5 separate regions of the Mus musculus genome follow, and regions 2, 3, 4 and 5 are each linked to region 1. Evidence: chromatin contacts called from public Micro-C and promoter capture Hi-C data. All regions are on one chromosome and are shown on one strand. Each heading gives the region's core, a stretch centred on a gene start, on an enhancer-like site or on the middle of the called end of the contact. The rest is flanking DNA. Distances are from core to core; before and after follow the strand shown.

What was found. Promoter capture Hi-C pulls out the DNA fragments that hold promoters and counts their contacts. Hi-C and Micro-C count contacts between places; a contact is called where the count stands out from the background. Capture Hi-C pulls out chosen DNA fragments and counts their contacts.
Region 2: a contact with region 1 is called in a promoter capture Hi-C map of liver, with 4 times the contacts expected there. The contact joins the promoter of Polg here to the promoter of Pde8a in region 1. A contact is called at or near these places in 2 of 9 other capture datasets (adipose tissue and liver).
Region 3: a contact with region 1 is called in a promoter capture Hi-C map of adipose tissue, with 4 times the contacts expected there. The contact joins the promoter of Zfp710 here to the promoter of Pde8a in region 1. A contact is called at or near these places in 1 of 115 datasets of contacts at active chromatin or transcription factors (thymic regulatory T cells) and 2 of 9 other capture datasets (adipose tissue and liver).
Region 4: a Micro-C map of embryonic stem cells shows a contact between it and region 1, with 3 times the contacts expected there. The contact joins the promoter of Sema4b here to the promoter of Pde8a in region 1. A contact is called at or near these places in 2 of 39 promoter capture datasets (both in liver) and 2 of 484 Hi-C or Micro-C datasets (both in embryonic stem cells).
Region 5: a promoter capture Hi-C map of liver shows a contact between it and region 1, with 3 times the contacts expected there. The contact joins the promoter of Idh2 here to the promoter of Pde8a in region 1. A contact is called at or near these places in 4 of 39 promoter capture datasets (liver, neutrophils and pre-B cells), 2 of 115 datasets of contacts at active chromatin or transcription factors (memory CD8 T cells and thymic regulatory T cells) and 1 of 9 other capture datasets (liver).

What each region holds. Positions count from the first base shown.
Region 1 is chr7:81,210,507-81,215,246 of GRCm38.p6, reverse strand. It overlaps Pde8a (phosphodiesterase 8A), which reads right to left and starts at 1,982. Exons shown (of 22, transcript NM_008803.3): 1 at 1,159-1,982. The coding sequence starts at 1,332. Gm44968 (a long non-coding RNA gene) reads right to left here. Exons shown (of 3, transcript XR_003946808.1): 3 at 4,460-4,738.
Region 2 is chr7:79,464,617-79,469,395 of GRCm38.p6, reverse strand. Polg (polymerase (DNA directed), gamma) reads left to right here and starts at 3,123. Exons shown (of 23, transcript NM_017462.3): 1 at 3,123-3,326; 2 at 4,025-4,779. The coding sequence starts at 4,185. n-TRtcg5 (a tRNA gene) reads right to left here and starts at 2,977; the gene lies at 2,905-2,977.
Region 3 is chr7:80,024,306-80,029,482 of GRCm38.p6, reverse strand. Zfp710 (zinc finger protein 710) reads right to left here and starts at 3,255. Exons shown (of 5, transcript NM_175433.5): 1 at 3,000-3,255.
Region 4 is chr7:80,196,354-80,201,173 of GRCm38.p6, reverse strand. Sema4b (sema domain, immunoglobulin domain (Ig), transmembrane domain (TM) and short cytoplasmic domain, (semaphorin) 4B) reads right to left here and starts at 2,586. Exons shown (of 14, transcript NM_001360135.2): 1 at 2,404-2,586. The coding sequence starts at 2,521.
Region 5 is chr7:80,112,324-80,117,142 of GRCm38.p6, reverse strand. It overlaps Idh2 (isocitrate dehydrogenase 2 (NADP+), mitochondrial), which reads left to right and starts at 1,793. Exons shown (of 11, transcript NM_173011.2): 1 at 1,793-1,981. The coding sequence starts at 1,867.

The DNA of each region.
Region 1 (4,740 bases), core at 733-3,232:
AAAAGCAGTTTGGCCTAGCCTTCTAAACTCTAGCCATCACAGGTTTCTTTAAAGAAACCCCAGGAGAAAGAATTCAACTGAGAATAATCAGAACACAGTTGAATTTTCACTTAGAGCAATTGGTAGGGCAGGGTAAGCACTCCAGTGTGCAAAGCTGAACAACATCGTCTCTTTCCAACAAAAAAGGATTATTTCTATGACTGCTAGAAAGTTAAGACAGTTAAGTAAGTCAACTACATCGTTCAAATCTGGGAGGGTGTGCAGTACCCAGTAAGCAATTTTTAAAAATTGCAAAATACTTAAAACTTCCTAGTAAAGAGGAGTCTATGTTCAAACACTGCAGCCCAGCATACCAGTTTGTTTTACAACGCCTGAGATGTCACTCCAAAATCCCAAATGTAAGTGGGAAGCTGCTGCGGGTGCCTCTGTGAACTTTTATCTTTCCTTCAGAAAACCTTCGCCCTGGAAACTTTTGATAAAAGCTGAGGCAAAAGGCGCTGGAGAAGCCACGCAACAAACAACAAAACAGAAAACCCTGCAAGTCCCAGGCAGACTGCCTCCATACAAAATTAACTTCGCCCTGCTGAATCCTTCGAGGGTCACGGTCACGTCTCCAGTAGTATTTTCTAATTACACAGGCTTTAAATACCACACGTATGCTAACAAACCTGAACTTCAGATAAAGCGTGCAGTGAAGCCAAACCTATGTTCCAGGTTACATTTCAATGGCCCCCAAAAAAGTGGAAAAGTGAAACTGCTTGTGCAATGAGAGGACAGAGGTTGGGATAAGCTAGGCAGGGGGTGAGGGGGGGGGGGAACTGGTGGCATCTAAGACCCTTCCCAGTGCGGACAACCCTTGCCTTTCTACTCTGGGAATGCCAGAGCAAAGTGCACTCTGGTTTACCATGTCAGGAACGTGCCGGGGATATCCCGGGTCCCCCACCCACCCCGCTGGGAGAAAACTGACTCGCCGCGTCCGACCCCGGCCGGGAAGGAACGGACACGGCGGATCCCGCGGCGCCGCGTCATAGCCCTGTTAAGCCTCGGTCCGCGACAGCCCGCAAACGCGGGCGGCTGGCGTCGGTCAACGCCAGGGCGGCTGCCTAGAGGGCCCCCAGTGCCCCGCGTTTGTTTCCCCGCCCTCCCAGTGCGGCTCACCTTCGAGGCGCCGTTATCCCGAGGCTGAGGCTCCACGAGCCCGGGCGCGGTCGACCATCGCTGAATAGATCTCGGCGCGGGGCCCGGGACGTCCACGTCCACGTCCTCGTCCTCGCCGTCGCTGTGGCTAAACGTTCGGTTTTCGGAAGTGTGGATGCTCGGGGCGCAGCCCATACTGGCGGCGGCGGCACCGCGGACTCGCTGGCGGGCAGCCGCGATCCGGTCAGCAAACGGCCCGCCCGGCGCCTCGGGGCCGCCGCGGGCGCCGTGTCATCGCGGCCTGAGCGGGCGGGCGGGCAGGCGGGTGGGCGGCGGCGGCAAGCGCGGGTCTCGCGTCAGGAAGCGCGGCCGCCCCTTTTATTGCGCTGCGGGCGCGGCGGCCGTGGGGAGGGGGCGCTGGGGCGAGAGGCGCGCCGCGGACGCCCCTCCGAACATGCCCTTCCTGAGGCGGGAGCCGCCGCTGTCTCCCTCACATCGCCGCGCGCGCCGCAGCCGCCGCGCTTCCGGGGAAATGTCGGGGGTGGAGATTTGCGCTCTCGCCACCGGGAGCCGCGAGCCCGCGCCGCGTTTGCACCGCCGCCCTCGCCTCGTCTGACTCTCGAGGAAACGGGCGCTCGCTCGCCTGGCGGTGCCTCTCCTCGGCCCGGCGGACGGCTGGGTGAGCGCCCCTAGTCGGGCTACCGTAGGGGAGCCCAGCCCTCGGCGCCCGCACTCCGAGCTGGGGACCCGCTCGCTGACGGAGCGAGCGCCTCGACTCCGGTCGGGCCGCGCCGTCGAGAAGCGCCGAGGCGGCTGCGCGAGCCAGGAGTTGAGCATCCGAGACTCCCGCTCCGTGCTCCGGACCGCGTCTTGCGGGCAACTCGCCGCGCCCAGCCCCCAGCGGTGACCTCCAGCGGCTGCTGGCGTCAATGCAAAGCAGCTGGGGCGCCCGCCGCCCGCTCCCTGTACCGCCCGTCCAAGAGCATGCGCGGCCGCGACCGCAGGGGCACCTAGCCAGCCCGTCCGGAGAAAGGAAAGGACTTGCTGAAGGATACAGAGCCATTCTGCTTCAGGGGCTACCGAGTTCGTTCACTGTCAGGTCACTGTGTTTGAGATTTGGAGCTATCGTCCGTTAAGAGACCAGTTGGAAGGACCTCAGTCCGAAGCGTTCCGAAGTCCATGGGGAACTACACTCCAGGTCCCAGGCGTTATTACCAGGGATAGCCCTTGCTCCAAGACCTGGCACGTCACGCCTCTGGTTGCACTCAGACCTGTGGGACTGCAATATTTCGAAGTTGGTTAGGGAAAGCCGGTCCTCTTAACCAAAGGACGATTCCAGGTTCGACAGTCCCAAGGATCCGAACCAAATGAAGAGTTGTGCGTCCGTCCAGCAGGGATCAGAACTGCAGCCCCCCAAGTGCTACCAGATAGCTAGCTGTGTGACTCCAGATGAGTCTCTTAACCTCTCGGTAGCTGAAACTGGAGGGCGACGCCCCTGGGTGTGCATCTGATACCCAGAGCCAGCCACTTCGAGGGCCTTCCCGCCCTTCTTTGCTCTCTAGGTCCACCGGGACCCTGGCGGGACCGGGACGTAGCTTCCTTTCCTCAGTCCACACCTTTCCTACACGCACCCGGGTGCGACCCTGAGTGGCTGAGACTCCTGCCCGCGGACTGGCTACTGTTAAGACCCGGAGATGTGCTCCGGGCTGAAGTCCCTGCTGTGACAGACACAGGTGCTTGGTCCCTGTGGCAGCTGCAACGTCCTTGAGCATCGATCTTCGCCACCAAAGGAGGATACAGGGCGGCTTCCGGAGCGGATAAGGCTGGAGCAGCTTTAGAAACTGGTTCTCTTTTCTGGCCTTTGGCACGCGGCTCCTTTGTCAAGTTAAAGCACGCTGTCCTATAAAAATATGACTGGCTCCTCCAAGGTGTCTTGAAAAACAGGAAAAGTTTTTGTACTGACACCCGTTATTCCACCCAGTCTGTGGTGTTTTCAACTAGCAGTCTTAGAGGGTAGATTTTTTGTTTTGTTTTTTTTTGTTTTGTTTTGTTTTTTTTCAGCTGGTAGCTGGATCCCTAGAGAAATTGCCTTTAGCCAAGATGCACGTACAAGTCTAAGGCTCTTCTCTCCGCCCACCAAAAGTCTGGCCTTGACAACTCCACAGTGACCTTGCTAGTGAAGCTCCAGGAAGCCCCGGCCCTCCCCTCGCGGACTGGCTCACAGCGGCCCTGCTTTGTCTTAGGGATCCTTGAGCTTGATGTCAATAGCAGGGTGGGGCTGAGGAAAGGAGGCTAGCTAGAGACCAAAGACAGATCCGTACCTTCCCCAATCTCTCTCTGATCCTGAGTTGGATTCTGTCGTCGTCGTCCCCCCCCCCCCCCCAACTCCTTTCTCTCTCATTTTGAAACTGATTTCTCACCCTGCAATTTAGGAACCCACAGATTTGGAACCTGAGGCTAAGAAAGACACTCTGGCAATTGGAGCCATCAGTTTACTCCTGGGTCTTGTAAAAGGAGCCCGTTTTTTTTGTTTTTGTTTTTTAATTCTCTGTAACCTTGGCCAGGGTCACAGTGTTGGAGCTGTGGACAGGAATTCATCCCACCACCACCAACCACCCCTCTGGCTGGAATCTACCTGTAGGTCTTTAACATAACCCATGAAACCTGTGACTGTGACTATAAAAGGTGGGTCACACTGACAGAAACAACCTAAAGCTTTCTGACGGGTGCCACCCATAAGTCCCCCAGAACTTCCTGGGCAGGTGAAGAATCCCACCATGGATGAGAGATGGCTCAGTGGCTACAAGCTAGTAGGGTACTTGCAGAGAACTTAAGGTTGATTCCCAGCACCCATGCCAGGTGTAACTCCAGCTCTAGGGGATCTGATCCCCTCTTCTGTCTTGCACACAAACACACAAACACACAGACCTGCATGCAAAATAAATTTTTAAAAGACTCCCACCAGCGCTGGGAGTGGTGGCTTAAGCTCATTATCCCAGACTGAGACAGAAGGGTTGCCCTGAATGATGGCCAGGCAGTCTATATAGCAAGTCTCTGTTGAAATTTTAAAAAATAAAGAGGCCTACAGAGTTGGCTCAGAGGTTAAAAGCACTTGCAGAAGACCCGGTTTGGTTCCCAACCCCCCTCCCCCCCACACACACACCCCGTGGTGGCTCATGACTATCTGCAACTCCAGCTTTGGGGGATTAGATGACTTCTGACCTCCAAAGGTACCAGGCATGCATATGGTGCACATATATACATGCAGGCAGAACATTCATATACATTTTTTAAAAACTTAAAAATCACCAAGAGTCTCAGGTAACTCATGAACTATCTGAGTCCTGTACAGAGTAGATATCCTGCCCCCAACAGTGCTGGCCAGCAGGAGCCTCACTAACACAAGCAGAATCTACCAGCATCACCACCCATTCCTGGTGGGCATCGGAACTCTGACCAGAGTGGCTCCAACTTGTAATTGAACGTGCATTTCAGTTCTTACTCCCCGGACTCAAGCGTAACTTCAGTAACTTCTGATCTCCTTCCTGGTGGCTTCAGTTTACAAATCAGCTGTTCTCAGGAGACTCCACAGTCCTAGGGGCT
Region 2 (4,779 bases), core at 1,874-4,373, 1.7 Mb after region 1:
TGCTGTTGCATCCTCTCATGGACTGAACTCAGGCCTCATACTGAGCTCCATCCCAGGGCTTGGCCTTCACTTAGTGGTGGTGATCAGTGCTGACCACCGGCTTGCTGGCGCCTGTTCTAAGGCTATTGTCTGTCCCCTGTTATCTCTCCGTGCCTGCTGAAGCGACAACGGAACTGTTATCCTCTTTCATTAATGGGGAGATAAGAGTGATAGGGAGGTAGGGCTGCTTGCCCTAGAGCGGACAGCTGGAAGACACAGCAGTCACATAGCACACCAGGCATTGGGGTTGCTCGTTGTCCATCTGAACTCGGGATATTGGCCAGCCAGCCTAACTGATTGGCACACTCTTCAGTGAGAGAACCTATCTGATACTTGAACCCAGAGAAAAGGGTACCTCACTGCTTCACTGTGCAGTGCTTAGTGGCGAACCCCGAAATCATCAGCTCTGCTCCCCAGTACAATCTAGTACTGGGTAGGTCACCAGGCAGGCTTTGGGTGACTCCACTGGCCAAGGAGACCAAATGTCTCCGTCTGCTCTTCCTGCATCCCTCACATTTGCTAACTTCCTGGTGGCCATAGTGGCTCCTGTGGTTTCCTGAGCCATTTAAGTAACTCTGCTGGCCTCTCCAATTAGTCCGTAGGGCTGTGGGATGTGGCTCTGTTGGTAGAGTGTTGGCCTAGCACACAGCAAGCTCTGGGTTTCATCTTCATAAAGCAGGTGTAGAGTGGTGCAGCCTGTGATCTGAGCACTCTGGAGGTAGAGGCAGGAGGATCGGAAATTCAAAGTTGAGAGAGAACTAGTTGGTGGACTCACTAACTTCCAAAGGAACGAGGCTGAACACACACCTACAACACTATACCATGTAACCATGTCATCTTTAATAACTCCAGGAGTTTGGCCCTGTTATGGGTTTTACAGAGGCTCAAAGATCCTAGCAGGAAGATTTCTCTGTGTGAGAGTGGACCTGGTCTACATAATGAGCTCCAGGCCAGCCAGGGCTGCATAGTGAGACCTGGCCTCAAAAATAAACAAATATAAAACTCCTCAGGCAACCCCCACCCCCAAAACAGACACACTCAGCAGGAGCCAGAGACAGGAGACAGAGATTATTTGAGGCATGCTGGAGGTGGGGTGGGGGAAGATCAGTTAATAGGGTATTTGTTTCTTTGTGGGTCAGATGTCAATTTAACACAGGCATGTGTATGTGGAGACCAGAGGTCAGCCTTGGATGTTTGTTTCTCAGGACTTGTTTATCTTGCCTTCTGAAACCAGGCCTCTCATGGGGACCCAGATTTTGCTGATTAGATCGGGTGATCTGTGAGTCTCTGGGTGTGGCAGCCCCCCCCCCCCCCGCGTACCCCCCCCCTCACGTATTCCCTCCCTTCACGGCTTCAGGTAGGTGCTCGCTCTTGCAAGCCATGCTCTTCCCCCCACTGAGCTATTCCCACAGCCCAGGGGAGGGCTCCAACACAGCGTTCTGGGGTTGAAGATGTGCATCACTGCTTCCTGATGATGCGGGGTTTGTTAGTCCATTAAATCGCAGTTTCTAGGCTCTTCCTCGCAGCTACCGCTCTTTGAAACTCCAATGGCTGCAATCAAAGTTTTGAAAAATTTACAGCGAGTATAACACCGTTGAGAACAAGGCACGGGTATGGCTAGCGCCACGTGGCAGCTTGCCTAGGCTCACAGATGAAGAGAACACTGAATTTCAGTAGGAGACTATGAAATAAAAATGAAATTGTTTTTCCTGCTCGGAGGCTTCCTGAGTTAAGAGCCTCTCCTTTTTCACCTTATAGCAAAATAAACTGAGCAAAGTTATGTAAAAGCAAGAAGAATCACAAAATAAGGAATCTCTTATCTAGTTGACTCTGGTTTGTGTGTGTATATATATAAAACTGATAACCAACCAATCAAACAAACAAAAATCACTTTATGTCTATTAAGTACATCTAGAAAAATGTATAAGAATGTCTCAGCTGGAGAGCTAGATTGTGGATATTTGTAGTTCAAGCACTGAGGCGGGAGGGCAGCCAGGGCTACCGCGTAAGTTCTAAGTTACAATGTGAGACCTCATCGTTAAAAACAAACAAACAAGCAAACAGGCCGACAGACAGACAGACAAAAGAGGGGGAAGAAACTAAGAAAAGGAGAAAGGAGAAGGGTTCTGTATGAGTCCCTGCCGCTGCTAGTGACAGGAAAAGCGGATAGAGGAGCGACTCCTGAAAAAAGTCAAAGACCCTCTCTCCTGTACACAGTTCTCAGCGTCCGGGTGGTCTCGCTGGTTGGAAGTGGGGGCTGCCGTTCAGCGCGGTCCGAATTTTTTCCCTAATCAGCTGCTTGTGCCCCCTAGTCTGCCTGAAGCAATCCTGATCTTTTCTTTCCTCGTACGGGACTCTCGACTTGAATCCCTGGGTCCCAGTTATTCACCCAGGCCATATTCGCCTGACCCTTTGCAGCTGACCCTCTACGGAGAGCTGGGAGCAGAAACAACCGGAGCAACGGGAGGTGGACCCAGAGATTGACAGATCTCTGAAGCGGGACGTGCTTCAGCTGTGCCCGGTGGGCGCGACCAATCGGACTCAACAGCATCAACCCCCAGCATCATTGTCCGGGATAGGAGGGAGGAGACTCCATCGAGGCTTAGCCTTTGCGGTCCATAGGTGACAAATCTAGACTTCGGACGGCACGTGCTCCGTTTGCTCCACTCTCCATCCGGGACAAGGCTCTCGACCGCTGTCACCGTTTAAGCAATGTGTCACCCTGACAGTTGTTTGCTCAGATCCTTGAGTTCCAAGAATTAAGTTTAGACTAGAAGTTGGTCATAACCACTACGGTCAATTTCGCTTTATTTCCAAAGGGAATCTTGGGATTAACAAACTGACAGATAAAAACAACATACAAGTCGACCGCGGCAGGACTCGAACCTGCAATCTTCTGATCCGAAGTCAGACGCCTTATCCATTAGGCCACGCGGCCGCCAGCGAGAAGGTGCCTTTACTTAGCTTAAAGCGTGTAGCCGCCTTCAGGCTCGCGTCAGACTGGTCTATCTTTTCCGTGGGGAGGGAAGTAGCGGAGGACCTCACCCGGAAGTCCCTCTGCACCCCCGCGGGCGGGCGGCTCCATTGGCGGCGCTCTTATTGGACGCTCGGGGGAGTCTCCCGCCTGCCTCTGGGTAGCCGCGGGACCCAGTTCGCGCAGACGGGAAGTTGCGGCTGCTCCCGAGACCGCACGCCACCCTGAGGCTGCGTGGGCCGCGCGCCGCGGACGCCGCGTCGTCGCCGGGGCTGTGGGCTGCCGCAGAACGGGAAGCGCGAAGCGGACCGAGGTTTCCGGCGGGCTCGGCAGGGGGAGGGCCGGGCGCGGCTGCTCCCTCTCCACTCGGGAAGCCGGGCCGGGAGCAGGGCGGCGGCTGCGGCGGGGACCCTGTGTCCCGGCGTGCGGGGGTGGCCGCCGACGCCCCGACCAGGGCGCCCTAGGCCCGCCCGGGTGTGGGTGCGGACCCCGAGGCTGTGGCTCGTTCGGCGGGTTTCGAAGTTGGGGCGCTAGGCCCTCGGGCCGCCGGCGGGGTGGGACTGGCAACTGCTGTCTGCCGAGCGCCTACTGGGGTTAGGGCCACTCGACGAGCGCGCCCTCTGCCACTCTTACAGCAGTGGCCCGTGGCTCTAGAGTTCTTAACCCCATTTTACAGAGGAGGAGGTCGGGGCCTAAGGAGCTGGGCCAAGGTCACGCAGTTGGAGAGCCAGAACCCTGGTCTGTCTGCGTCTCCCCATTTCAGCATCTCCAGCGGCTTCTCCCAAGTTAACTGCCGAGCCGGTGTGGCCCTGTCCTCGGGAGGGGGCAGTGCCATTTCTTAAGGTTGTTGGAGGCGTAACAGAAAAATGTCCCTACTCCGCTCTGGCCTTTTGGCTAAGATCAAGTGGAGAAAATGCTTGTTTGGCACGCAGCAGATGTTTGTTGCGGGATAAGCGGTTTGTTCAAGTCCGTGACACTTGTAATAACACTTTTATCGTCTGTCTCCTTTAGGACTTGTGTGAGGAAGGCAGGCATGGTGAGACCTATTTCACTGACAGGAGCACAGAGAGGGGACGCGTCTCTCTCTGAGTCTTTCGGCCACTAAAAGCAGTCAAGCTGGAGCCCAAAGCCCGGTGCCCCGACTCACAGCGGGGGGCTCCCTGCACCAACCATGAGCCGCCTGCTCTGGAAGAAGGTGGCTGGCGCCAAGGTCGCCTCAGGGCCAGTACCAGCAACCGCGCGCTGGGTCTCCAGCTCCGTCCTCGACCCCGTCCCCAGCGACGGGCGGCCGCCGTCGCAAATGCCCTCCTCCGAGAATGGGCAGCTGCGGCTCAACCCTCTGCTCATCCAGATGTTGTCGAGAGGCCTGCACGAGCAGATCTTCGGGTGCGGCGGGGAAATGCCCGACGAGGCCGCGGTGCAGCGCAGCGTAGAGCACCTGCAGAAGCACGGGCTCTGGGGGCAGCCGGCCACGCCCTTGCCAGACGTGGAGCTGCGCCTGCCCCGGCTCTTCGGGGGCAACCTGGACCAGCACTTCCGCCTCCTGGCCCAGAAGCAGAGCCTGCCTTACTTGGAGGCGGCCGCCTCGTTATTGGAGGCCCAATTGCCCCCCGAGCCCAAGAGCTGGGCCTGGGCGGAGGGCTGGACCCGGTACGGCCCCGAGGGGGAGGCCGAACCCGTGGCCATCCCCGAGGAGCGGGCCCTGGTGTTCGACGTGGAGGTCTGCTTGGCAGAGGGAACCTGCCCCACTTTGGCGGTGGCCATAT
Region 3 (5,177 bases), core at 2,006-4,505, 1.2 Mb after region 1:
GAGCGGCTACCTGACTCCTGACTCTGAGGTCAATGTTTTTTAAACAACCTCTCTAAGGTCTTCTAGCTTTGAAATCAAAGGAATGGCTCACCCGTCCTTCAAAGAGGCCCTCGGATTCAGAACCCTTCCTTCTGGGAACTTGAGACCTAGCCCTGGTAAGACCTGAGGGATGTGGGTGACCATGCCGGAAGGAGGAACCTACACCAAACGTCGGCGCTGGTGAGGGGAGTAGTAGGCTTTTCCACCTGTTCCTTCTGGAATGCAATGGATTCTTCCTCGTAGTTTTCCAGGATCCCAATGGTTCGCAACCCTCCTAATGCTGCCAGCCTTTAATACAGTCCTGGTGACTTCCAACCATAAAATTATCCCATTGCTATTTCCTAACTTCATTTTGCTACTGTTATGAATGTAATGTAAATATAGGGTATGTGACACCCCTGCCCCAAGGGGCCGAGACCCACAGGTCATCATCCCCTTCTAGAAAAAGAAAAAAAAAAAAAGCTATGCTAGAGCCAGGCCTGGTGGCACATACTGTAATCTCAGCACTTGGGAGCTTGAGACAGGAGGATCCCCAATTCACAGTCTGTCTGGGCTAGGTAGTGAGACACTGTCTCAAAAGAGCAGCCTTGCTAGAAATATCTCTCCACCACCCTGCAAATCTAAACTAGAAGTTCATCAAAATCTCTAGTGATCCCATTATTCATTCCTCCAACCCAAAAGGTATTCTAGACCTTGTCTGTTTCCTTGGCTCTAGACAGGGAGCCTAAAATAAAATGCCTGGTTGTGACAGAAGGGATCTGAGTACAAACAAATGCCTTGTACACCATGGGGCCAAGGGTCAGCTCAGAACAGCTCGGAGAAGACAACCAAGGCACTCTAGATGACAGTCTGTCCCCACCCCAACTCACTGAAACTCTTGGCACACGGTCACTCGGGAAACCAGGCCAGATTGTCCATTCTCCCTACCCCACAGAAAGCAGCTCTACCCAGTGCCCTCTGGCAGCAGAGCCAGCTCTGCAAGGTGGCTAGAGCTGGAAGTTATCAATTCAAGGTTGTGCTCCAAGAACAGCAGGTGCCCGGCCCAGGGTTACTTGTGGGATGAGAGAGCAGACAAAAAAAAAAAAAAAAAAAAAAACACTAAGCCAAGGTCTCCAAGGTAAATGTGCTTTCAAACAAGTGAAAAGGTGATGGTCAAAATCAAAACCAGACAGGCCCATCAGCTTTGATGAGAATACACTTATATCTAAAGCCGGTAACGACCAGCTCCCCCATCTCAGGCCAGCTCCACGGATCTTTGAAGGTCCCTAGGAGGGCCTTCCGCCACCCCCCACCCCCGCTCCTGTTCCCATACACCAGTTCTTCTCTTCGGCAGAAATGAACTTTGCTTTTTTACTTACACACGTACAAAGGCAAGGCTGAGAGGGCAGCGTCAAAGCTGGCTGGATGACCCCCAACAGCACAAAGTCCTCCGCACACCTGTGGGGGAGTTTTGTGAGCTTCCGGGGTACCCACAGGGACTAGTTAAGTCTTCAGGTGGACAGTGGCGGAGAGTTTCCATTGTGAACGGAAAGAAAGGTGCTCAGAGTGCCCTTCGAAGATAGGGCACAGGGCCCGCAGGTCAAGTGTCCCCTCACTGGCAGACTGGCCGCTAAGACCGTGAAGGAACTCTGCAGTGTCCGGGTGAAAACACACCCAGACTACTGCTCGGCCTGGTCGGAACCATCACGCAGGGCGTAGAGATACATTAATGACCGTTTTGGATTAGTTAAAGCCCACACAAGCACCTCCCTGGCCTCTTAAATCTTCCCAAACTACAGTTTAGACTGGAGGGAAGCAGTTGCAGGGACCATAAAAGTCATCTTAAAAGGCAAGTTGAAAAAAAAAAAAAAAAAAGAAAGAAAACCAACAACCCGCTACGCACGAGTTAGCAAGTCCGCAGCTGGGGCGGAGGGGTGGGGGGTAGCACCGAGGCCGGCTCGGTGGGGTCTGAGAGTCGTGGAGGGAAGACCACCCGATTCGGGGGGCTCCTCCGTCTGACGCCGACGATCACGCCCCACAGCTCCGTCCAATTAGGAAAATGACCGCGAGGAGAGGGAGAGGGGGCGGCGAGGAAGGGAGGCCGAGCCACGGGAGGCTCGAGATCTGCCGTGGGGATCTGCCCACCGGTTCCCGGCCCGGGGGGTGCGCCTTCAACAGGTCGGAGACGGGGCCACCGAGGTGGGCCGGGGTCCCGCGCTGGTGACGCCCGCTGCCCTCGAGGGGCGCCCGGCACGCCAGCTGCGCGCTGAGCCCTAGCCACCCTGCCGGCCGGGCCGCGCGGCCACCCCACCCGCTCCCGGAGTAAAAAGTTTGTGGGCAGCCGCAGGGGCGGGGCGGCGAAGGGTGAAACTTTGAGTCCCGGGCCGGGTGCGGGGGGAGCATCCCCGAGCGCCGCGACACCCACGTGCGGGCCGGAGACCGCCGCCGCCGCCTCCCCGGCCTCCCACGCTACCGCCGCGCTTTCCTTTCATTTTGCTGCTTCTCTGCCTGTGCCTCTCTCTCTCTCTCTCTCTCTCTCTCTCTCTCTCTCTCTCTCTCTCTCTCTCTCTCTCTCTCTCTCTCTCTCTCTCTCTCTCTCTCTCTCTCTCTCTCTCTCTCTCTCTCTCTCTCTCTCTCTCTCTCTCTCTCTCTCTCTCTCTCTCTCTCTCTCTCTCTCTCTCCTCTCTCTCTCTCTCTGTCTCTCTCTCTCCTCTCTCCTTCCCTTCCCCCTCTCCTCCCTCCTCCTCCCCCCCTCCAGACGCCATCTCTCTCTCTTTCCCCTTCTCTCGCTCCAGCTCTCCGGCATGAGGGAATGTGGAAGTGAAAGGAAAAGACGACATGTTTGCCTGCGCGCCGCCGTCCCCGGGGAGAGGCGGGGGGCGGGTCGACCGCGGCCGCAGCGACCCACCCCCGCGCCCCCCAGCCACCCCGCCGCGGGCCGCCCGGGGGCTGGCGGGGCCGCGGGCTCGCGGGACACTCACCCTGGGTCCGGGCGCGGCTCCTCGCGCTGGGGGCCCTCGGCTGGCCGGGCCGGGCGGGCCGGGGGCTCCTGCTGCCCACCGCCCGGGTTGCAGCTGCGCGCCGCCTCCACGCGCGCCCGCCCTGCTCTGCCACCCTCCCTCCGGCTCCTCTCTTTCTCCCCCCCTCTCTCTCTCCCTCCTGCTCTCTCTCGCGCTCGCTCGCTCTCTCGCTCGCGCTCTCTCCCTCCCTGGAAGAAGGGAATGAGGCAGGGCTGACGTGAAGGGATGCTAAACAGCTCCTCCTAAGCCTGCTCGCAGAGGAAGAGAGACAGAAAAGCAGCCCTTTTATCTCTCTTTTGTTTTCTCACTTCCTTCCACCCCCCCAGCACCCCCCTCTCCTCGGCCCAAGTTTTCTTTTTCTCTTTCTACCGCAGAGAGGATTTTTCTTCTTTTCTTTCTTTCTCTCGCTGCAACTCTCCTACTCGAATTGCAAGCCTGGAGGCTTCTCTTTTTTTTCTTCCCCTTCCCTCTTTTCTTCCTCCTTCCTCCTTTATTTCTCTAAAAGGGTTTTGTTTGCTGTGGGAGTTTCGTTTGAAAATCGAGTCACGCCTTTTTCCTTCTTTTCTTTCGCCCTCTCCCTCTTTTTTTTCCCCTCCTCTCAGCAGAAAAGGGGAACAAAGATTAACAAGCGGGGGAGAAGGGAGCGTCAGAACCTCGCATGGAAATGGGGGGGCTGTCCCTGCCAGGCACAAAGGGGGCTCCAGAGAGCAGCCCCCAGGAAGTCTGGGGTGCCCTATCCCAAATAAGAGCTAATGGGGGTTGGGGTCGGGGGAGCCCGAGTGGCCAGTCCTTCCGAATACGGGTTAGGGCTCAACCTGCCCCCTCCCCAGTCAGGGGTGGAAGCTGGGGGTGCTCTTCACTTAATATATTTTTTAAGTGGGCAGATGGGACTTAGAGCAAACGTCGCCGCAGAGCCCTCAACAGTAAAGAGCCTTTAAACAGCTGTTCGCAGAGCCCTGGACGGTCAGACTCGAGGGAACGGCCCCGGCTGCTATCACCGGGACCCGGGTGCGAATGGGGTTCAGAGGAGTTCGGGGTCCCTCGCATCCTCCCCAAGCCCAGGGCCTAGGCTCGACCCCGGGGTGCACTGCTGGAGGGCGCCGAGGCGTGGTCGTTCGCTGAGGTCTGGGCCCTTGTGGCTCCCCGCGGGGCCCGGGGTTCGGCATAGCCTGGCCTCCTCCCAGCTCTGGGACAGGCCGGACACCCCGCCTCCAACCTCCCGGACACCCGCCACTCAAGAGCTGCGCCGCTCGACTCCGACGCATGGGCGGGTACGGAGCCCGCGGACAGAGCGGGGCAGTGTCGCCACCAAGGGTCAATTATTCATGGGGCGCCTGGGCGTGCTCCCAAGACCAGCTCTGTCTTCGGCTTCTCCAGAGGAGTGGAGACAACACGGGGGAAAAGTTCCCAGAGCAAAGTTGGCCACATTTCTTATTTTCCCAAGTAAGTATTGAGCACCTGCTGGATGCCTGGCCCTTGGACTGGGGCTGCAGCTGGGCGAGAAACGTGAGGTCTCGGCGGGCCCAGACAAAGCGAGGGAAGCTGTGGCTCCGGACCAGGTCACCGAGCTGAAGGGAAGCCTGGATCCTCTCCCCTCCCTGCGCTCTTCCTTCCCCTTCCCTCCTTCCTCCGGGCTGCATCTCCTTGGCTCCACCCCTTCTCATCAATTCCTCCCACACTTCCCTGCTCTCCCTGGCTTTTCACTGGAGGGTCCCTTCTCCCAGCGAGGAGCAGATGCAGAGCCCCATTGTCTCTCCCCCAATGACTGCAGCCTCCCAGGGATAGGACCAGCCACTCCTTCCCCTCCCCCCAGCCCAAAGGCCTGGGTCTTTAATGACAGGAGCCCCAAGGCCACTGCCCCTCGCCCCACCCTACACCAGCTCACGGAGCTGTGAGCAATGACTCCAGTCACTCAGAACATGATTTATTTCTGGCAAGGAGTGAGAAAACAGAAGCCAGAGAGTTTGGTTCAGCAAGAAGGACCCCGTGATTTCAGGCTCAGCACACTGGGTCTCTAGTGACCTCAGCACCTTCACCAGCCAACAGGGAATGCTGGAAGCCACAGTTCTGTCATCACCTGCCCTCTCCAGAACACCCAAGTCATATTTTCTCAAAAAAAGACAAAGTCCTCTCTGACAG
Region 4 (4,820 bases), core at 1,337-3,836, 1.0 Mb after region 1:
AAGCAGAAGCAGGTCTCAAGGGTGCTGTGGAGGCCCTGGAAGGTAAAGCTCTGTGGTGGCGGGGAGCTCAGTCAGGTGTGGATGCACACCCAGTGGTGAGGTGGCTGGGCATGGCTACAACGCTGCAGAGCTTAGGGAGGACTGAAAAAGCATCCCCCCCCCATCCCCCCCCCCAGGCAGAACCTAGAATCCGTCCCGCAAACACAATAAAATTGTGTTCCTGGCCTGCCAGCCCTTTCAACCCCTCAGCTAAATACCTCTGTACAGTGCACAAGTCACACACTGCCCACCTGTGGCAGCCTTGAATGATCAGGGAATTGTGGGAGGTGGCCAGGTCCTGGAACTATACAGCTAACCCAAGACAGATGCTCTCCCAGGAAGAAGGGCCTCTCTACGCCCCTATCAAGTCTTCACATCACTCCCTAAGGCAAAAGACCTACTGTGTTTGGTGTAGCCCCAAAAGCTAGTCCTGCCTTCCCCAGGCGTAAGCGGGATCCACAGGGGCACGTGTCTCTATCTCACAGCCCCTTCCTTACGGCTGGGACAGCAGCTCTCAACATGCGGGCCTCAGCCCATTAGCAAATTTACAACTATGAAGCAGTAACAAAAGTAATTTATGGTTGGGGGTCATCACAACCTGAGGGACTGCATTAAAGGGTTGCAGCCTCGGGAGGGCTGAGAGCTCTAGGGAAACACAGGATGACAGAAGCAGCAAGGGGTATGTATGGCTCAGAGCCTAACACACCTAACACAGGACAGGTTCCATACCTAGCTCATACCTCCACCCTGGGTCAACAAGGTGAGGGGGTCATGGGGAGGTGGCGCATCAGGGAAAGGGATTTTTGACACCAAACCTGAGGACCTGAGCTTAGGTCCTGAGATCCACACGGCTGAGGGAGGATTTCACCAGCTGCCCTCTGACCTCACTGACCTCCACATGTACGTCATGTTTTCGTGTGCCCTTACACCCACACACAAGCTAAGTAAGTGTTTTAAAGTGGCAGAGCATCAGTCCTGGGTTCCGATTTCAGTCATTTCTCACTTCAAGAACAGAACTCCCAAGGAGCAGCAGTGAACTCTAGAACCATCCCCACCCACAGCGAACCACCCAGTTCCATGCAGGAGTGGTCCGAGTTTAACATAACAAGAATGACAGCAAACACCCGCTGAGAGGTTTCTGTACCAAGCCCTATCCTAAGGACTTTGCAACTGGTAATGAGCTGCGCCTTGAGCAAGGCGCTAATATCCCATTTTACAGATGAAGAAATCAAGGCACAGAGAAGTTGTTTACTTAAGGTCATGTGGGAACTAAGTGGCTGAGACAGGATTTGAACTTGAGCTACCAACAATGTTTTGGATAAGGGACTGAGATCCTGTTAGGGGCCTTAACTGAAGAGCTGATTCTATCCTTTTGCAAATGGGATGCTTTTAGGGGTGGGGATGCAAATATGGAGTAGGAAGTCTGGTAGAGTTTTAGTCTGTAACCTCTAATTTATGCACTAACTCACAGTGACAGTTTGCAATTTAGAGGGGTTTGGCCAAACATTGTCTGTTGGCACCTATGTGCCTGATGCCCTCCGAATGCACCAAGTTTTATGAATTTCCCAAGATGACTTTGCAAGGTATCTAAGCCTGAGGCGACTTTGCAGGGGAGGAAGCTGGAGTGCGGGCAGTAGGAAGTACTTACTGGGCTAAGTCCCTAGAATTCCAAACGTTGAGGTTCCCTGGAAAAGGTTCAGGGGCGATCAGACTAAGGGAAGTAAAGAATGAGTGGAGGATTGGAAACACAGGCAGCCAGGGGCAGCTGTAAACCACCAAAAAAGGAATGTGGCCCACCAGGGTGATACCCTCAGGCCCCTCTAGACAGGGTACAGATGGGTCTTCGCAATGTCAGTTTCCAAGTCCCTGTGTTTGGAGTAGGGGGTGAATTCTCCAGGTCGATCAGTCAGAGATGGGCCGGCAGGGAGGAAAGACCTGGCACCCACCCGCCAAACTCCAGGCTCTGCTGTGGCTGACTGAGAATATCATAAGCCCAGAGTTTATAGCACGGCCAGCAGCAGTGCCCTCAGCCCCGTGCCGTTGGTGGCTCCAAGGCTGACTCTGGTCAGCATCAAAGACAAGTAAATGAGTAGGCAGGATGGCTGGCACCTGAGGCCCCTAGTGCCGAGTGTGCTCCCTCCGAGCAAGAGCAGCTGCAACCGAGCAAGAAAGCGGCCCTCTCCAAGTCCAGATAGAAAATGGAAGAAAAGGGCTCTCAGCTCCCTAGCTTTCCCTCCTCTTTCGCTTTGACCACAACTGCTTTCCTGGTCCTAGTGGACCTCAACCTCTCCTTTGTCGTGGCCACCCCACCAAGCATCTCGTTGCCCGCGCTCCCCTCCTTCTGCCGCGCCCCATAGCACTTACCCAGCGGCACACTGATCCGGGGGCCGAGCGCCCGCGTAGTCGTCGTCCGCAGCAGCAGCAGTAGCAGCAGCAGCAGCAGCGCGCGCCGCAGGACAGCGGAGCGGCTCGCCCGGCCCATCGCGGCGCGTGGAGCTCGGACCGCAGCAGGCAGCGGCGTCCTCCTCCGGCTCAGGTTGCTCAAGTGGAATCGCAGGCTGGAGCCCCGCCCCGCGGTTCGGCCCGGAGTCCTTCCCTCGGCCTCCGCCTCTGGACCTGGGGGTGGGCGGCAGGGAAGGTGGTCACGTGGGCCGCCGCACCGTAGGCTCCCTCTGCCCAGTGCTGCGGGTGAAAGCCCCGCGCTCTCGCCGCAGGGAGGAGGGCGCGGAGCAGGAAGTCGACGGGTAGGCGGGCCTCCTAGCTGGTCCTTGCCCAGCTCTTTCCCCTTCCTCCTTCCTGGGCGCTGAAGTACGAGGGGCGCTGGATCGAGTCACCCGACTTGGGGCACTGGGGGGGAGGGGGAGCGGAGCAGAGCCTGGGGACCTGAAGCCCGGAGACCGAGGAGCTCGCAAAGCCGCACGGACCCGCCCTCCTTCCGGCTCCCGGGAACCCTGCCCCACATGCCCCCTACCTACCCCCACCCCCGCTCTGGGAGCTGTGCAGACTCTGAGACGGAGACTGGTAGCTTTCCAGTCTTACTTCCGCGAGAGGTCTATGCATGGTCTAGAATCTAGATACTCTGCTCGGTTGTCCATGCTTAGAATTCTGTCCACGCGAAGCCCGGGGCCGGCGCAGAATCAGTTCAAGTGGGATAATTAGGATTTCACGGACTGCACTGCCAAAGAGGCTAGACCTTCCCCCCCACAACCAGCACGTGGCTGAGCATAGGAAAGGATTCCCTAAGGCTGGAATGAGACGCCAGAGGTATCCACCCGCAGGTACCCCAATCTGAAGTCAATTTGGTGGAGCCACAGCAAAGGAATAGAGGGAAATAAAGAGGGGGAGATCAACAAAGACATCAAGGTTTTGGAAACCCGTTTCAGCTTTTCCTAGGTGAATGGATAAAATTAAAAACTTAAAAATATGTGTTCATTGTTCTTGTGGCAATGAAACCACTTCCCCCAGACTTTTCTGCAGTTGTCGAAGCTACACTGCACTCGCTGCTGCCCATGTGTGCCCATGTGGGCAGTTCCAGAGCCACATCTTTCTACTCTCCTCCCCACCCCCACAGGCAGGTGGCAGTCAGAGCAGACAAGCTCTTGGATGGTCTCAGGTCTTCTTTCTTACATCCAGACTTCCCCATGCTCCACAACTCCTGTACTGTCACCACCCTGACATCCTTCTACAGTCTCGTGTCTTTTCTCATATGCCACATGTCCAATTGCACTGGTTAACCCATCATCTGAAATGTACTGTTTCTGCTCTAACTGCTGCTTCCTTTCCTCCTGTTAATCTCTTCTCAAACACAGTAGACAGAGTCTACTCCACAAGCTGTGACCTCTGACCTGTGTGTTTGTGTGTGTAACATAAAATATATATGCAGGCAAAACACCAATGCACATGAAATAAATAGCACTTTAAATACTGTTTCAAGGTCAGGCCTGTAGCCCAGGCCTTTAATCCCATCAACCTGGGAGTCAGAAGCAGGAAGATCTCTTGAGTTTTACAGAGCCAGTTCCAGGACAGCAAGGCTACACAGAGATATCCTGTCTAAAAAAAAAAATTTTTTTTTACATGTATCTGTCAGTGTGAGGGTTTGAGACTCCCTGGAACTGGAGTTCCTGACTCCAGTTATGAAGATGCTGGGAGGGCTGGTGAGATGGCTCAGTGGGTAAGAGCACCCGACTGCTCTTCTGAAGGTCCTGAGTTCAAATCCCAGCAACCACATGGTGGCTCACAACCATCCATAACGAGATCTGACTCCCTCTTCTGGAGTGTCTGAAGACAGCTACAGTGTACTTACATATAATAAATAAATAAATAAATAAATAAATAAATAAAAGAAGATGCTGGGAATTGAACCCGGGGCCTCCAGAAGAGCAGCCAGCGCTCTTATTGCTGAGCCATCACTCCAGCCTCAGATTCATTTATCTTATCTGTCTGGCTGTCTTTATTTATGATACCAGGTTTCTCCGTGTAGTCTTGACTGTCCTGGAACTCCTGTAGACCAGGCTAGCCTTGAACTCACAAAAATCCTCCTTCCTCTGACCCCCACCCCCACCCCCCAAGTACTGGGACTAAAAGCATGTACCACCACTGCCCGGCTGAAAATAAATTTCTAAAGTCAGCTGGAAATGGTGGTATTTAATTCTAGCACTTGGCAGGTGAAGGGCGGGTAGGATCAGGAATCCAAGGCAGCCTCAGGTACATAACAAGCTTGAGGCCAATCGAGGCTATGTGAAACTCTGTCTCAGACAACAACAAACCGAAAACAGAACTTA
Region 5 (4,819 bases), core at 544-3,043, 1.1 Mb after region 1:
CCAGCTGCACAGTGGTGGCCCTTGCCTTTAATCTCAGCACTGGGGAGGCAGAATTAGATAGATCTCTGAGTTTGAGGCCAGCCTGATCTATATACCAAGTTCCAGGATAACCAGGATTCTACAGAGAAGAAACCCTGTCTCAGAGCGACAAGAAGCAGAAGAGGAAGAAAAGGAAGAAGAAAGTGACCTTGTCTCAACTGGTTCTAACTGATGCTGCACTTAGAAGGTTTGCCTGGGATGGTTCTAGAAACATGAAGACTTCTGCCTTGGTCCGCCCGCAGACACTGAGGCTGGGTAGTGACTTGGCAGAACTCTGAGACGGAGTCTGCTATGTAGAAGCCCCTTGTGCTTCAGCAGCAATCACAGAGGCAGTGCAGGTAGCTGACCTTCATCCATACTCTAACTGGTCTAGAAAGATGCATAGGAAGTCTGTTCTCCGACCTTGCACGTGTGGATCCTGGAGTCCAGGGGTCTGGTATTTCCAGGATGGCATGAAAGCCCAAGTCAACAACCTCTGTGGTCTTTACCGGTGTTTACACAAGAGAACTGGGAATCTCGTAGAAGGGCTCTCAGACTGTTCTGGAACATGCTGCCCCAGGCCAGACTTTCCTATTCCTTTCCTCAGTCCCTGGAGGGACCCAGATGTCTCTCCTTTGCATATACTCTCTGTACTGGATCCCAGAACCAAATCTGTGACTCGGATGGATTGAGACTCCAGGAGGGAAGCTTTGATGTTGGCAGTTCAAGGCCACTTTCCTGGCATAGCTCCACCTGACAACACTGTGAAGCTGGGTTGGGAAGCTGGGAGCACAGGGCAGAAAGGTTGCTCTCATCTGGAGTGAGTTGGTGTGACTGGGAGAGCTGGGGTGGATTTGTGATATTTGATACACAAAACCCAGACTTCAGTGACCCCTACTTCAAGAAAATGAACAGTGATGGATTTAGCTTGTATGTTTCTGTTTGTTTCCCCACGCAAACAGGTAAACTAGGAGCTGTTGGGCTGGGTTGTGGATGGACCTTTGCCTAGGATATAGGAGACATGGGCTTTCCTTCAGGGCTACATAACTACTAGCATAGAATATAATTAACTTGGGCAGTGGTTGTACTATTGAAGGATGAACATACCTCAAACCTTTACACACAAATGTCACAGAAGTCTCCTGGCAGGCACTCTTATGTCCAGAAGAGACAGAGTCGGCCATGATGAAGGACTTTGGGGCTAGGAGTTTGGCCTAGTCAGGAGCAGAAGGAGGATTTCCAGCCGCCCCCCCCCCCGCCCCGCCCCGCAGCGTCTCATATAGCCCAGGCTGGTCTAGAACTTGGTATGTAGCCTAACTTCTCATCCTCTTGCCTCCACCGTACTTGGCATTTCAACTCTCGATCCTGGTTAGTCCACCCAACTGGACGCTACCTGGGGGAGACCCAAGTTGCCATGGTCTAGGTTCAAGACGGCAAAGCTTGTCATTGTCTTGATGAAAGCGCCTCAGGTCCGTCGGTCAGCTAAACGCAAAGGACGCAGGGGACTAAGGCGACGTGTCTGCAGCTGACATTCTAACGGAAGCGGGGAGTCTTGCAGCCGTGAGCCCCCGCGGCCCGATGGGTCTCCCCGGTACCTGATGCTTTGAGGATATATGGAGGCTCCCAGAAAGCGCGGGCTCAGCACTGGGGCCGCCTGAGCTCTGGAACAGGCCCAAGGGTGTCGAGCAGGCTCCTGCCCTGGCGTGGACCCGCCTTCTCCCGGGTGAGACCCAATGGGGCGGCAGGTTCTGCAGCTCCGCCCCGGTTGGGTCCCAGCCACCAGGGCCAGCCTAGAGTCCCCACCGCACAGCCCGGTGCAGCGGCGTGCTCGGACCTCGCGTGCTCGGGATGGCCGGCTACCTGCGGGCTGTGAGCTCGCTCTGCAGAGCCTCGGGCTCAGCGCGGACCTGGGCACCGGCAGCACTGACTGTCCCCAGCTGGCCGGAGCAGCCGCGGCGCCACTGTGAGTGTCGCACCGGGGGGCGGGCTCGCGTGCAGCGCTGCGACGTGGCGACGTCCCGGGAGGGGGACCCTGGAGTGCCACTCGCGACACGCCGGCGGTCGGGGAACAGCGGCGTGCGGGTTACAAAGGGCCGGGAGGTGGCCTTACACCGAGCTCCCGCGCCCCGCGCGCCTGGGCCGCTGCAGGCGCAGGGGTGGGGACCCAGGGGATAGTGGCAGCTGGTGGCCTGGGGCGGGATTGCTGGGTCCTATCAGGGCTGGGGTTCTCCAGGTATTCCGGGGGAGCATTTCCAGAGGTACCTGGACCCAGGGTGGGGTATCATGACTGCCTTGGGCCTTTGGAGGGGACAAGCGACCAAGAGGGGCTGGAGCGGCCTGCTGCAGCCCTAGGCAGAGGAGGGTCACCTCGCGCTCCCGGCTCAGACAAAGGCGAGGAGGAGAGGCCTCCACTTCCCCTTCTCTCCAATCCCTGCGTACTCTGGTCCCTCCTCTCCAACAGGCCCACGTCAGCTATTTTTGGAACCTTTACTCGACAGCTGGAGGAATGTCCTTCCATTTTTCCCGCTTTTGTTTCTCTGCCACTCCCCCACCCTTCGCTGCGCAGGACGCTCAGTCTGGGCCCTCTCCTGGCCCCTTGCTGGGCCAACCACGAGCTGCTGCATGTGAGTGGGTCCTGCCTGGCATACAAGCTGTGGAGACCTGGCACTGCACGCATATTGTCATTTTTCTGCAGTCAGTCGTTCCCATGAGATCTCTGCGTTGCCTTCAGCTTACTTCTTAGACGTGAAGGCGCAACTCCGGACAAAATAATCAGGGTTTTAGAGTCTCCATTACTAACAGATTGCCCAACCTGGCATGTGGGCATCTTTCATACCCTTGCTACTCAGCGCCTTGCTACAAAAGGCACGGAACAATGTAGAGCACTTGGTGGCCTCTTTTGATGCCTGTTGCCACGGAAATTCTATCCTGACCTGGCTCAAAACCCCTTGGGGTTAGCCAGAGGAATGAGGAAGAGGGGGTGGGTTTGGCTATGGGGTTTGTTCTGGCTAGAGTGGTAATCGTTAACTCACCGTGGGAGCAGCTGACCGAAGCTGGGGGCCAGGAGGAGGGAGAGGGCGGGGCCCTTGACACTCCCCTTTGCCAAGGAGAAAGGGACATACATGTTTTTGTGTTCTTGGGATCTGCCTCTAACCTCTGAAGCCCCATCAAGTGCCTCAGGCCTTCAAGACCCACATATGGCAGCTTTGCAGCAAAATATGGTAGAAGTTAAAGGCACTCAGTGGTTTTCCTCTTTTTCATCTTTTCTCTCTTTTGAGGAGTCTGGTAAAATGGTAATACCAAAACTAACTAACTAACTAACTAACTAACTAACTAACTAACTAACAAAACTACCTTAAGAAACTGCACTAACAAGAAAATAAGGCTACTTTGGGATCCTGAATTTGGATACTCATTTTGTTTATTTATTTTGGTTTTTTGAGGCCAGGGTCTCCATTTTGTCCTGGCTGTCCTGGAACTCGCTGTGCAGACCAGACTGGTCCAAGCTCCGAGATCCACTTGTTTCTGCCTCCCAAGTGCTCGGATTAAAGGCATGAGCCACACACCCCCACCCCTAATCTGGATACACATTTTAAAAAGCAGCCAGTGGAAGGTCCTTTCTGAAGGTCTCCAAGTGGGGAGGTGATTAAAACCAAACCAACCAACCAACCAACAACATCCAATGTCTTTGCTGTCCCTTGGTTCCCACTTGCAACTTCCAGCAGCCGCTTGCTGGCCCCTCTAGGACCTTGGGAAGAGATTCGGCCTCTCCAGAGGACAGAGCATTTACTTAGACTCCCTTTATTCTACTCCTGGTTAGAAACTTTGTCATTTCCTCACCTTAACTTTTTAGATAGATACTTAAAGACTCGTTTATTTTTATTTAACTTGTATCAATTCCCCTGAATTTATGTTTGTACGTATGCCACCTGTGACCCTATTTGCCCACAGAGGCTAAAAGAGGGAATTGGTTTCCCTGGAACTACACTTATGGATGGTTGTGAGCTGTCATGTGGGTGCTGGGAATTGAACTTGAGTCCTCTATAAGAACAGTAAGTGCTTCTTAATTGCTGAGCCATCTCTCCAGCCCCATTTTGAGGCGTTCTTGGTGGCTAGACCAGGAAGGTACCCTGCCAGTCTTGTATACTTGCAGGGGACAAATAGTCCCAGTATCCAAGAATAAATTATTCAGTGGCTGATCATCAGGGTTTAAAAAAAATCATTTATTTATTTTGGTTTTTCGAGACAGGGTTTCTCTGTATAGTGTTGGCTGTCCTGGAACTCACTCTGTAGACCAGGCTGGCCTCGAACTCAGAAATCTACCTGCCTCTGCCTCCCAAGTGCTGGGATTAAAGGCGTGCGCCACCACTGCTTCGCCTTTTTAAACTTTTAAAACTTTATTATTTATTTTGTATGTGTGAGAGAGATAGGTGGGGTGTGTGTGTGTGTGTACTTGCTACAGTACATGTACAGAGATTAGAGGACAACCTTGTGGAGTGGGCCTTTTCCGTTTCCCTTTGCCCACCATCCCACAGGCCCTTTGTCAAGTTTTGCAGACCCAGGAATTAGTTCTTATCTGTTCTTCTGTGAGCCTTGTTTCGACCATAGCTGGGAAACTCCAGGTGCCCATGCCCATCTCTCAGAACTGGTTTCGGGGCTTGTGTTAGAGCTACAACAGCGGTTTCCAACCTGTGGGTTGTGACCTCTTTGGGGTTGGGTATCAGATATTTCTATTATGATCCAAAATAGTAGGCAAACTTCCAGTTATGACGTAGCAACAAATAATCTAATGGTTGGGGGT